2 separate regions of the Sus scrofa genome follow, and region 1 is linked to region 2. The links are chromatin contacts, called in public HiChIP or PLAC-seq maps. All regions are on one chromosome and are shown on one strand. Each heading gives the region's core, a stretch centred on a gene start, on an enhancer-like site or on the middle of the called end of the contact. The rest is flanking DNA. Distances are from core to core; before and after follow the strand shown. Region 1 overlaps LOC106508296 (a long non-coding RNA gene). Region 2 holds the start of CHST15 (carbohydrate sulfotransferase 15).

The links. HiChIP or PLAC-seq counts read pairs in DNA pulled down with a chosen protein or histone mark.
Region 1: an H3K27ac HiChIP or PLAC-seq map of alveolar macrophages shows a contact between it and region 2. The contact joins the enhancer-like site here to the promoter of CHST15 in region 2. A contact is called at or near these places in 5 of 47 Hi-C or Micro-C datasets (alveolar macrophages, heart right ventricle, liver and 1 more) and 2 of 2 datasets of contacts at active chromatin or transcription factors (alveolar macrophages and skeletal muscle).

The regions. Positions count from the first base shown.
Region 1 is chr14:133,669,939-133,676,535 of Sscrofa11.1, reverse strand. It overlaps LOC106508296 (a long non-coding RNA gene), which reads right to left. Exons shown (of 3, transcript XR_001305052.2): 2 at 3,721-3,803. Among named protein-coding and RNA genes, the nearest start is that of CHST15, 130 kb to the right of the region's middle. Within about 2 kb of position 2,350, at least 4 of the 83 cell types and tissues checked have an H3K27ac peak or open chromatin away from gene starts, as enhancers often do. A contact at or near this core is called in alveolar macrophages, where this site is marked.
Region 2 is chr14:133,540,751-133,547,123 of Sscrofa11.1, reverse strand. CHST15 (carbohydrate sulfotransferase 15) reads left to right here and starts at 2,353. Exons shown (of 8, transcript XM_005671541.3): 1 at 2,353-2,548.

The sequences.
Region 1 (6,597 bases), core at 1,101-3,600, 130 kb before region 2:
CTGGCTATACCTGTGGCCTATGGAAGTTCAAGGGCCAGGGTCGGACTCAGAGCTGCACCTGTGACCTACACCACAGCCACAGCAATACCAGATCCTTAACCCAGTGAGTAAGGCCAGGGATTGAAACTTCAGCCTTACTGAAACAAGGTTGGGTCCTTAATCCACTGAGCCACAATGGGAACTCCCCATCTGGATTTTCTTGAAATTCGGTTCTGACTCAGCAGATCTGGCGTGAGGCTGAAGTTCTTAAACAGCTCCCCCTGGGGACCGCTGGACCACATATTGAGTCCGAGGGTTTGTGGGAAGAATTCTGGCTGGTGGCAAGTAGGGACATCTGATCTTGCATGGCCATTAATTCAGCAACTTTCAAAGGACCTACTACGTGCCTGGAGCTATGCAGGCTCCAGGGGTCCAGGCAGGGATGGGTCAGCTCCTCCTGCTGGAGACTGTTGTCTGGTGATTATTGGCTGATCGTCTGTCCAGGACCACCCTGGGGGGGAAGGCTGCGATGTAGGGGCCTGTGTGAGTGCCATGGGATGGGAGGGGACACGTAATCACAGCTGGGAGAATGGCACGAGGCAGGGGATGGGTCTGGGAGTCACGAGGATGGGGCTGGAGTGATCTTACACAGGCATGGTAGCAGGAAGGGCTGCTGGGTAGGTGCAAGTTGGGGCGTGGAGGGTGGCAGGGCAGGTCCCAGCCACACCAGGGACCTCACAGTCTGTCCTCCAAGAGGGAAGGGCGGGAAAGGCACTTAAGCTGCCATGTGGTTGGTTTCAGGAATCACCCACTTGAAGGAGGGCAGGTGGGCAGATGGGGTGGGAGCCACGGGAATTCTCAACCTCAAGCCATTGCAGCAGCTGGTGGGAGCCCTGGAGCGGGCAAGGATACCCCACACCTTCTGGGCAAAGAGCGGGGCTGGCCTGCATCACCCCCAAACTTTGCTTCCATCATTATGTTGCTTCTCTGGATCTGCCTGTCCTGCCTCTCTCTGGTAAGGACCATTTTCCTACCTCTAGAATGACAGGGTTGACCTGCAAGTGCTCGTGTTAAGTCCTTCTTAGCCCTGCCCTCTACAGAGCTGTGAGGCGGGGAGGCCCCCAGAGGCCGCTAGACGGTCAGAGAGGGAAGGAAGCTGCTCGCCGGAGAGCCCTGGGGGCCAAGATGGCTGGCAGTTGGGACATGGATCGGGGTACTTAGGGACAGGTTGGCTGGCCTTTGGGGGCCATGTAGGCCCGCCCTTGAAGGACACAATCCTGGGGAGTCCTGGCTCCATCTGCTCATCATTTCACAGGCACTGGCCTAACCCCATTCGTAAGATGCCAGTGTTGCCCAGGCCGAGGGCTCATGGGCACCCACCATAATGGGAGGTCCAGGCTCAGACCTCTTGGCTCCACATCGTCTTCACTGTCTTTCTCCTCGCAAGGTAATCTTAGGACAGGCTCCTTCCCCATGTAAATGTCCTATTATTCTTTTAAGCACACAGTGGTCCACCAACAGGAACACTGCCCCAGGCAGAGGCTTCGAGACAGTCCTTTTTCCATCCCTCTTGGAAAGATGGAATGTGAAGACATGGCTTTAGAGAAAGCATGTCTAAGCAAACAGCCAGCCTGGACCAGTCCTTCCCCATCATGACCAGAGAAGGCCAGGGGCCGGCAGGCCTCTGTCCCCCCGAGTCCCCATCTGCTGGGTCAGCCCTGGGATGGCCCCAGTGGGGCAGCTGTCTCCACTCAGGCATCCTGCTGTGGCTGCACTTTTTCTTTCCAAGTTCAGCATCCATGGTAAACAGGAGACGCCAGATTTCTTTCCATCCTTCATCCCCACAAGTGTTGACCCACCAGACAGATGTTTTCCACTTGTCCTTCCTCCGCCCAGGCAGGGTGAGCTTTTGAATCAGGAAAGGAAAAATATCATTGCGGTGGGAGTCAAACGTCCTTACCCTTTAAAGGAACAAGTAGTGCATTTATGTGACGAATGCCTTCCAAGGGCGGCACTGGGACGCGATGGGGTTTGGGGGCGTGCTGCCCACAGGGTGCTCATGGTCTAGCGGAGAGATCCTTGCTATGGAGCAGCCTCCTGGGCACGTGAAGGGGGGATGGCACTGAACTAAAGGGACCTGGGGACTACCCCCCCCACTCCACCCCCGAGTCTTAAAGGGGAACTATGTGCTCTTTGGGGGAAGAAGGGTATCCCCGTAGGGGAACTGCATCTGCCAGACCACCACGCCATGAGGAAGTGGGGTGTGCTGGGGAGAAGCTGGAACTGGATTTTGGGTGCATGTGGCAGAGTGAGGCCAGATGGGGCTGGAGCCGGAGGCAGGTCAAGGCCTTGAATGGCAGCTGAGTCACTCGGGCTGCATTGCAAACGACAAGGGGGACCCCTGTAGGATTGGAGCAGGGGCGTCATGGGGTCAGACTCATGACTCAGTCGAGGGTGGGCTGGAGGCTGGTAGCAGGCAGAGAGGGTGTCCAGGGCAGAGGTGATGGGGGCCCCTGAAGGCCAGGGAGGGGAAGTGGCTTGAGAAATGCTGATGACATCAGAGCAAAATTTCCTCAGGGGCCCTGGAGTCCAGAGGAATGAGGGAGGGTCTGGGTGTGTCCTGAGGGGTGGTGGGTGGTGACGGGGAGAGGGAAGGTGTGCGCGCCTCAGAGCCCACTGGGGGTTCGGGGCCAGGGCTCCCTGCTCAAGCCTGGGCTGGGGCGGGCTGCATCTCGGCCTGGCCTGGAGGAGTGGGGTCCCAGACAGGTACCAGGGCAAGGACCTGGGAGTCTAAGTGCACAGACACATGCACACTCATGCACACTCAGAATGAGGAGGGGGAGATGATGGATCCTTGCTCTGAGTCAGCACTTCACATGCCCCATCGTTCTTGTTTCGCCCCACTATGCAGATGAGAACACTGAGCTTGGAGAGAACTCACTGCAGGCAAGGCTGGTGACGGACCCTCCAACAGGCAGCTGAGTGCAGAACTGCTGCCTGGCCGGGGCTCAGGGGGCAGACCCTGCCCATGGGTGACACTGTGGGCCTGGCCAGGGGGGCTGGCCTTTGGGTCTCTGGTGGCCTCGCACATGCCACACTGCCCACCTGACAAAGCTGTTCTCCCTCTCAAGCCAGCGCGAATGCCTGTCAGATTCCTCCCCGCCTGCTGTTTAACGGGCCCCAGGTGTGCGGAATTGGATCACACATAATCCTCGTTTATGACACCCTTCCAGAACTCTCCCCAAGACCCTCTTCCTCTTGCCTCCCTCGCTTCCTCCTTTGCTTTATTTTAATCTAATACACCCCAGTTCATCACCATCCAACGGGAAGCTGGACACTGAGGACTGTCTGCCACGCTGCTCTTCCCCTGGAGCCCCCTCCCCCTAGACGCCCCCCCGGAACCTCCCCCCGGACCCCCCCTCCGGGAACCCTCCTCCCCCACCCAAGGGAACTGACTCCATAAACCTGAGGTCTATCATTTCCTTGCTTTTCACTTTATCACATCTAAAGTAACCCCTCAAATATTTTTAACTTTAAAAAGGGTATTATGCTGTGTAATTTTTTAAAAAAGACTTTTTTAAAGAACGGTTTTAGATTAACCGAAAAATTGAGAGGCTAATATAGACAATTTGTATAATCTTTTGGGACTCCGCCCCCCCCCCCCCCGGTAAATTATTTTGCTATTTTGGAAAAGAGTTTGGCGCTGTCTAGTCAAGTCGAGCCTTTTCAAACCTTGCATACCAGCAATTCTTCTCCTCGGGATGTGGGAGAATAGTCTTAGCAGCATCGTCTCTTGTATCAAAATGTTGGAGACAGCCCAGATCCTGGTAACAGAAACAGATAAATAACTGCTATAAAGCATTAAAACTGGGTAAGAGCCGGCAATAAAATGATGGAGGACTCTTACCAATCTAAGAAAATAAAAGCAAGATTTTTATCCCCCTAGTCAGTATCCAGGGGACTTCAAAAGTTGTCCTAATATTTTGGGGCAAGTTCGGCCAAAGGCCACCCCTTTTGAGAACAGATGAGCAAAAGTCAACAGGGAAGGGTGGGTCTGTTTGCAGGCGGACCACCCTAGGGTGGGTTTGGAGCTTGGGGCACAGCCAAGTTGAGTCAAGATGAACGGGATGGAAAGTACCTGCAGAAAGTCATAATTTGTCCAGTTGAAGACTGGAGAGCCCGGGCGTGGGGTTGGGGTTGGGGCTTGGGGGGTGCTGCCAGGGCTGGAAAGAGAGAAACCAGCTCCGTGGGGGAGGGGCCAGGAGAGAAGGACCCTAAAGTTGGCTGAACAAGTATTGCAGTCACCAGAAAGGGGGCCCAGAGCAGGACGGGGACTTCGCCAAATGCTGCCCCAGCTGAACAAACTGTCCCTTAACCTCATCCAATTTCCACCCTCACCTAGCAACCTCATATTTTTCTCAAATAATTTTTATTAGAAAACAGTACATGCTTATAAAAGAAAAAAATTTAAAAATACCTAAGGTAGAAAGAAGGAACAAAAATCATCTGTGCTTTTACTACGCACGGTTCCATTCTGGAGAATTTCATTTCAGACTTTTCCATATACTAGTAATCACATCGTACCCATCATTTTAACTCAAGTCTTTTATCCAAACACATTTCCCATTATAAACCCTTTGCAGTCATCATCCCTTTTTTTTTTTTTTAGGGCCGCACTCATGGCATATGGAAGTTCCCAGGCTAAGCGTTGAATTGGAGCTGTGGCTGCCAGCCTACACCACAGTCACAGCAAGCCAGATCCAAGCCGTGTCTGTGACCTAACTACAGCTCACCGCAATGCTGGATCCTTAACCCACTGAGGGAGGCCAGGGATTGAACCTGCATCCTCATGGATGCTAGTCAGGTTCATTACCACTGAGCCACAAAGGGAGCTTTGTAGTCATCATTTTAAATTAATGTATCTGTTCATTGAGTTGGATCTCCCTCCCTTTCTCTCTGTCCCTCTCTTTCCTTATCATCCATCCATCCATCTTCCTATTATACCTACCTATCTATCTATTCATCTTTTGCACTTCCACTGCATAGAACATATTCATTATAGAATTAATGTGTCTATTCCAAAGGCTCTTCTCCATTGGCAGGCTATCTAGCTGTTTCTAGGATTTCACTATTATAAGTAATCCTGCCAGGAATGTCTTGGTGCAAAAAGCTTTTTTCCATATTCAAATTATTTCCTTAGGAGATATTCCCAGAAGTAGAATGATTAGATCAAAGAGTCTGAATATATTTAAGGCTCACGATACTTACAGCTAGACTGCTTTCTGAAAGTATGGCAGCAGTTCCCCCGCCTGCAGGCAGGTTATGATCAAGCCCACTTCTTTGCACCTTCGTATATGTTGAGCAATCTCATTTTTAAATAGCTCTGCTCATATCTGATGGCCAGTTTAAGGTAATTAGTGATTTCCCAAAAAAGAAAGACCCTACCCTAGAGTGTCAGGTCCTAGGAAAACTCTATCCTTCAGTGTGAATTATGCTGCTATCTGGTTGGCTAATAGCCTGTTATCAGGGATTTAAAGGTCGAAATTTCCAGGCAGGTGTCTCTTTGGTTTCTCATTTAAAATATTTCTTTAATTAAAAAATTTTAAATTAAAGTAACGTTGATTTACAGTACTATGTCAATTTCTGCTGTACAGCAAAGCCTTTGGTCTCTCTTAAGGGCAATCTTTTCTGGAGAAAGGGATGTGGTGAATGGAAGGAAGGATGGGAGGATGCCAACCACTGGGGGCCTCTACTGACCACCCATCTGTTTCACTCCAGTCTTCCGTCCTCTACTGACCACCCTCTGTTTCACTCCAGTCTTCCGTCCATCGACAGAGCTGCAGTTTGTTTAGGCAGTCATGTAGGCTCACGGATCAAAGGGAGTGTGAACCCCCACCCCGGTCCCAGGAAATGAATCACCACTGGACTAAAACAGGCTTAATAATATCATTCCCATGGACCAATCATTCATTGGTCAGAGGAGGGCATGTGATAGAGTTATGGCGAATAAAATGTAAGTAAAAGTTGGATAGATGGGACAGATTTGGCTGGCATGTCTCTTCAGCCCTTTTCCTCTTCTTTTCTTCCTGCTTGGGATGCAAGTAAAATGTCAGCGGTACAGCAGCCATCTTGTGACTATGAGTTGGTGAGCCTGAAGACAAAAGCCAACGACCAAGCATGGCCAAGCAAAAAGATAGATAGGGTCTGTGTGTTTGAGCAGCTGATCCATCCTTATATTGTCTATTCCCACACTGCTTGTTAGGCAGGAAAACAACTTTAGATTTCTTTATGCCACTTTGGCTGGTTTTTTAGTTACTTGTATTTGAAGGCGTTCCTACTAACATATATACTTGCATAGAGTTGTATTTTAGTCAGGATAATTTATATTAGGTGCTATAACAAACGTACCCCAAATCTCATGGCTCAATACAATAAAATGTTATTTCCCACTCATGTTACAGTTTGACAAGGGGTGGGCAGTGCTCCTCCAGGGATCTTGGCTCTTTCCATCCTGTGACATTCCTTTTTTTCCCTCATGATTGCTAGGGCTGCCATGGAAGGGGAGAGAAGCATGGACAACCATGTCCATGACTTTATGGCAGACCCTGTAAGTGGCAA
Region 2 (6,373 bases), core at 1,104-3,603:
TATGGCCCTAAAAAGACAAAAGTCAAAAAAAAAAAAAAAAAAAAAAAAACAACCAAAAAACTTGGGAGATCTGAGTAAGATCTATACTTGTCTTTTTAAAATGTTTTTTATTTTTAATTTTATTTATTTATTTATTTTGCTTTTTAGAGCCACACTTGCAGGCATATGGAGGTTCCCTGGCTAGGGGTCACGTCAGAGCTGTATCTGCTGGCCTACACCACAGCTACAGCAATGCAGGATCTGAGCCGTGTCTGCAACCACAGCTCGTGGCAATGGCTGGATCCTTAACCCACTGATGAAGGCCAGGGATCGAACCTGAGTCCTCCTGGATGCTAGTCAGATTCGTTAAGCACTGAGCCAGGATGAGAACTCCCTTGAGTATTTTTTTTTAAATTTTAAAATTATAGGTGGAATTCCCATCATGGCTGAGCAGAAACGAATCTGACTAGTATTCATGAGACCCAGGTTTGATCCCTGGCCTCCATCAGTGAGTTAAGGATCCAGCATTGCTGTGAGCTGTGGGGTAGGTCGCAGACATGGCTCGGATCTGGCATGGCTGTTGTGGAGGCGGGCAGCTGTAGCTTCCATTCAACCCCTAGCCTGGGAACCTCCATGTGCCACAGGAGTGGCCCTAAAAAGACAAAAAAAAAAAAAAAAATTATAGTTGATTTGCAATGTTCTGTCAATTTCTGCTGTATGTACTTGGGTCTTATTTTACCAGCACCAACTTCCTGATTTTGACAAAGCCCTGTAATTCTGTACAGTGTTATCATCAGAGGAAGCTGGTGAAGGATACACTGGAAAGCCTCTGTACTATTTTTGCAACTTTTTGTGAGTCTGAATAATGTCAAAATGAAAAGCTAAAAATAAATAAATAAATCTCATGGTCTAAAGCAAGTCACATGACCACGTCCAAAGTCAAGGGATGTAAAGTACAATACCCCCATGGGGTCAATAATTCCATCTATTGCTTCCGGGGGTTATTATAGGTGCTAGACTGAAGCACAGGAAAGAGAAGCAACTTGCTTGAGATCACTCAGCTAGTGGGTATCAGGAGTAGGAGGTGAAATCCAACAATATAATTCCAAAAGGATGGAGGCCTAAGTGTGCATGTGGGGAGGAGACATTTCTTTGTTTCCTAAAATTCCCTGCATTTTTTTCAGCCATTAGTTGCCAATATCATGTTGGCACCAGCCTCAGATACACACCTATTTGTCTATCCGTCCACTTTTCACACCTGTCTGGCATTTGTGTTTATTCTCCAGAATAATAGACGCAAGGGCAATTCTTGGGTAATTTTTTGAAATTAATGCTGAGGGGGAAAATTGCCCTCCAGTTAACCTCAGGCATGTGTATAAATACCTTTAGAAAGTCCCTGGTGGAACTGATATCAAAGGGGTTCCGTGATGTTACTTGAAAACAATTTGTTCCGCATCAGCCATGATTTCTGATGCCTGAATCCGAAAGGGATCTGCGTGGGCCCTGTGCCATCTCCACAGCGGAGGGAGGTGTTTACTTGGAGGGGGGAGAGGAAAGACAGAGGTATGTGTGGCCTCGGAATAATGTTCCACACACCCTTACAGGAGGGGATTTCCTCCTCAGTTTCCACAGAACCTTCCCTGTGTTTGTTTAAACCCATTTGCACACTCCGGTCTGACAGCTGCCTGGCCCAGGGCCTTCCTTGCAGACCCACGCACAGCCAATCCTCTTTAACAGCACCCTGCACTGTGTCCCCCGATGCAATTACTTGAGTATATAAACCTCACTGAAAGGCAGGCTTTTCTTGGGAGCTAATAAATAAGCCCCAAAGCCACGATGTGTGTAAGACCTTGAAAAATGGCATCATCATCTATTGGGAATTGTGAGCCCTGCAAAAAGCAGCTCATTGTATTTTCAGAAAAAGGTTTTTGTTTAAAAAAAAATAATAATGAACCACCACCAAAAAACCCCCACCAAGTGAAGTCTATATGGAAAAAGCAATCTAGCCTGAGATTCTACGGCTGGTCTCTTTGCTGCATTAATCTTGCTTTGTAGTTTTTATGTAAGAGGCACTATTTGCAGGAAAACAAGATACAGTTTTGAAGAATTCCCCTCTTATGCCAGCTTCCCATCTGCAGTTATAATCCTCGGATTGTGACCTCTACGTTAGTTGCCATGGATGCTGAGCAGAAGTTTATGACCTCAGGGTGGGTTATAGTTTCTTGGGGGGGGGGTGAGAGAATGAAGCCTCAAGCAATAAAAATCAGGTTGGTTTTTTTTTTTTTTTCCCCCCCAGGATGAGAGGAAAGACACCCTCAGGAAGCATCCCTCATCAGTGTGCCAGCATCTGACACTTAACGGAGCACTTTCAGTTCCACTTTGGTTGCTTTGAGGACAAGATGCTGGGCTGTGGCCATGGGGACACCGGCAGGCAAAAGGCTCATGTGACTGAAGACAAGGGTTTTTTCCTGTCCCTTGGACCTGTTTCCTCAGAGGCTGGATCTTAGTGCTCTAAGCACTTCTTGAGCTGAGTCTTCCAGAATTCAAAGTGTCTTTTCTTTAACTGACGGTATGTATGTGCATTCGAAGGTCCAGAGAGGACCACTGCTGCCGCTTCCCTGACCTCGGGCAGCCCGGGTGGTTTCCTGGAGCAGCCACCCCGGGGCCACAGCGGCTGGGCTTGAGGTCTCGCTGAGCTTTCCCTCCCCCCGAAAGCAAACAGGCTGAAGAACCCGGGAGAGCCTTCTCAGGATGCAAAAATACAACAGAGGGCGCAGAACCCACCGGCTCCGTGGCCTTGAATATCAATGTATGGGCTGGCTCCAGACCGCCAAGTTCCTTAAAAAAATGTCTCTGGCAGGGTGTCACTGGCAGGCTTAGGGGTTTCGGTTTGCTTTTGCTATTTGGAATCAGCGCATCGCACAAACCGTGTTTACTTGGAAGGGGAGGGGGTGGGAACCAAACCCACCGCTGGGCGCACACGCCTTGATCTCACATTCCAGACTCGAGCTGATGTGTGTCCGCGCGACAGACATGGGGCGGGGGGAGGGCTCTCTTCGGATGTTTCATTCGCCATCCGCACGTCACTCCCAAACTTTTCCTCCCTGCGCTTGGGGAGTCAGGTTGACGTGCCCTGGATGCGGGGCTCGTGGCGCGGAGCTGGGCGCGCTCCCGCGGAGCTGGAGCCGCAGAGGCTCCCGGGCTGGAGTCTGGCTTCTCAGGTACAAGTTGGGTGCCCGGGCGGCGACAAGCGGCGCGGGTGGGTGTCTGGCTCCGGCGCCCCTCCGCGTTCCGGCCAGGCAGCGCCAGGGGCGGCCCGGGCTGGGCGTAGGGAGTCCCGGCCAGCGGAAGCTTCGCGCAGCCTCACTCCCCGTGGCGCTCCCGGCGCGGTGGCGGCGGCGGCGGCCCAGGCAGACAATGAACTTGGGAGCGCGCGGAGCCGAGGCAGGTTTGGGCCCCGCGACCCTCGGCCCAGTCTCCCCGAGGCAACCTCGGCCCCCAGCGGAGGGCGTCCTCTCGCCGCCGGTGCTGCCCGCGCTCCGGGCGCCCCGCGCGCAGGGGACCCCGCGGGAAGGGCTGCCCGGCGGCAGCGGCGGCGCCAGGGCTCGCACGCCCCCCTCCTCGACTCGGGAGAATGCGGTCGGAGCTCGGGGACCGGGGACCCGATGGTGGGGCGATGGCGCTGCGGACCGCGGGAGGCCGGCGGGGGGCGCACACCCCGGGGCACGCACGAGCCGGCTGAGCAGGAGAACAGCCCCAGGAGTCGGAATCCGGGCGGCGCGCTGCAGGCGGAGGATAGACGGACCCACAGCTCGGTGCTTTCTCCGTGTGAGCGCGGGTAGGGTGGGGGGTGGGGGGGATTCCCCAGCCACGCGCTCTGTTGCCCGGCGCACTTCGGGGAAGTTTCCAGGCGCCGCCTGGGGCAGGTAGGTGTGCATCCGCCACTCTCCCCGACTCGGGCTCCGAGCCGCCTCCCCGCCCCGGCTTCTGTTCCGCCGCTGCTTGGGGGAGATCGCGGGGGGGGGGGGAAATTGCGGTGGTGGTCCCAGGTGACAAAGCCTGAGGGACCGGTTTCCGGGGGTGGGGGCGCGGGGGCGGGCTTGGGAGGAGACGGGGGCGCGGCGAGGCCCGAGCCGCCTGAACTTTTGCTCCCCACCCTCTCCTCCTTCCTGTCCGCCCTCCGCCCACTGCCCCCTCGCAGCGCCGGGCCGCAGCTCCAGAGGCGGCGTGACTTTGGAGTAGCTGGCGCTTCGCGGTGGCGGCGGCGGCGTCCCCGGCCGGCCTGGGCGCGGCGAGCCGGGCGCTGCAGGTCTGAGCGGAGCGGCGGCGGGGCTGCGGGGGCTGCGGGGCGGCGAAGCTGTGGGGAGCCGGGGTGGCAGCGGCCCTGCGCGGGGGCGACGCTGCCGGTCGTGATGGAGCGCGAGTCTGCTGGGTTGCGTGTGCGGGTGGAGAGGACTCGGTGGCTGTGGGCGGATGGGGGGCGGGTCGTGGCGCAGTTGGCTCCTTTGGAGCCCCCAGGATCGCGGGGTGGAGGCGCCTGGAAGACGAGAACGTCGCCTTTGGGGGAATGAATGAAGAGCTGGGGAAGCGCCTTCCGACTCCTCCGGGCAAACGGATTGGCCGGCGCGCGCGCGCGTGTGTGTGCGTGTGTGTTTAGGATTCGGAGCCGCCACGGTCCTGGGCGCGGCTGCTTGACCGCCCCGTCGCGGTCCTGGTGCCCACGTTCCGCGTCCGCCCTGCGCCCCCGGGTCAGCTGGCGCGACTGGAGCGGCGGGTGTAGACGGAAGGCAGGGGCTCGGTGGCCGACTGTTGACAGCTGGACTCCCCGCCCCGAGTAGGGAGATTGGAGAAGGAGGAGGCAAAATTAGGACTGAGACCCACTCCTCCCGCCCCCTTTTTCCTGCTCCCCGAGGCTCTTCGCTGTATTCACATTGGGTGAGTTGATGGCACGGCGTTTTGGGGAGTGAAGTTGTTTCTCCAGGAAGCCCCGCAAAGGGATGTAGCGCGCCGTTCAGTGAGGCTGAGTGGAGACTTTCAGGGTTCACAGGGCCCCAGCTCCTCTTTATCAGCTGCGGTTCTTAGGTAGCCAGCCAGCCGGTGTTGGGGCAGAAAGGCCGCAAGGGGACATCTTGCAGCCCCTGAAACACCCAGGTGGAAACTGAGGTCTGGAGATTTGCCCCAAGTTTCTCTAGAATCTTTCCCACACCATTCTCTATGCCCACCCCAACGTGCACATTCAGGCACCCTCCTTTCCAGAACGTGGCATTTATTTTACCAACTGTGTGTTGAGTCAGGATGTCTTGGTTGGTACGTAAATACGTACAAGTTATATATGATTTTGTTTAAAATAACATGGGAAAATGCCTTTTAATTGGGTAGTTTGTAATCAGATACATGTTTCTCGTCAATAAGCCTGAAACGTTGGCAGGAAAATGTTCTTTTTGCCTCCTGCTGGGTGGGGAAATTGAGCCAGCAAGGTGAGGCGGCTCACCATCGTCTCCCTCTCGGTTCATAGGTGAACCCCAAGTGGAGCTGTGGGGCTCCTTTTCCCTCCAAGGTCCAGCTTCCCTGGAGAACCATCTTTAGAGCCCTGGAAGGAAATCCAACAATGTTTTTTTGTGTGTGTGTGTTTTCTTCTCTCCAGTTCAGTGAGCTACCTCATGGCGTAAAGTGAGCAGGTGAATTCATCCAGGATATTGTTTAGGGGATGGAGAGGCAGCTTTGTCCATAGTGGATCCCACCTGCCCCTTACTTTTCTTGGATGCTTAGATGGCCAGGGATCCCGGCACTGTCGCTGTGGCTGCCATGAGGGCTGCTGTTTCGCTGTGTTACTGTTGCCCCAGCCTGCACAGGTGAGGCATTTGGCTTTCTCCTTGCCTGAAGAAGAGATTTGTCCTTGCAGCTGGAAGAGCTATTGTCTGCAGGAAAGTTTGGGAGAGGTTGGAAAGTAGACTCTGCGTATTGGGTGTCTGGAGAAAGAGCAGAAAAGAAACTCCTAGTTAACCAGCTGGGCCACGGAGCCCCGGGCTCTTTGAACCTACACTAGGGGAAGCTTTAGGTTAGGGCTGGGTTGTGATTAGATTGTGGTGGTGTAAGGCCACCGGAGGCCTGGCTGGAGGTTGCCCCAGCTAGCATCTAGGCTGGCCCCAGGGGATGGGAAGAGGAGGGAGACTCTGGGGCTACCTTGAGCAGGTGGGCACAGGCCCTGCCATAGAGGGCAGCTTTGACTCAGCTTCAGCCAGTGGGGGGAGAAAACCAACTTGAAGGGTCTTGTTAATTTTCAGAGGAATCCTCAAGCCTGGAAGTTTAAGTGTGGGCTCAGGTCCTGCAAGTGGAATAGAGGGTTGGGGGTGAGGCTCTGCCAAGAGGTCGGAAGCTTACATCTGGCCCTGTG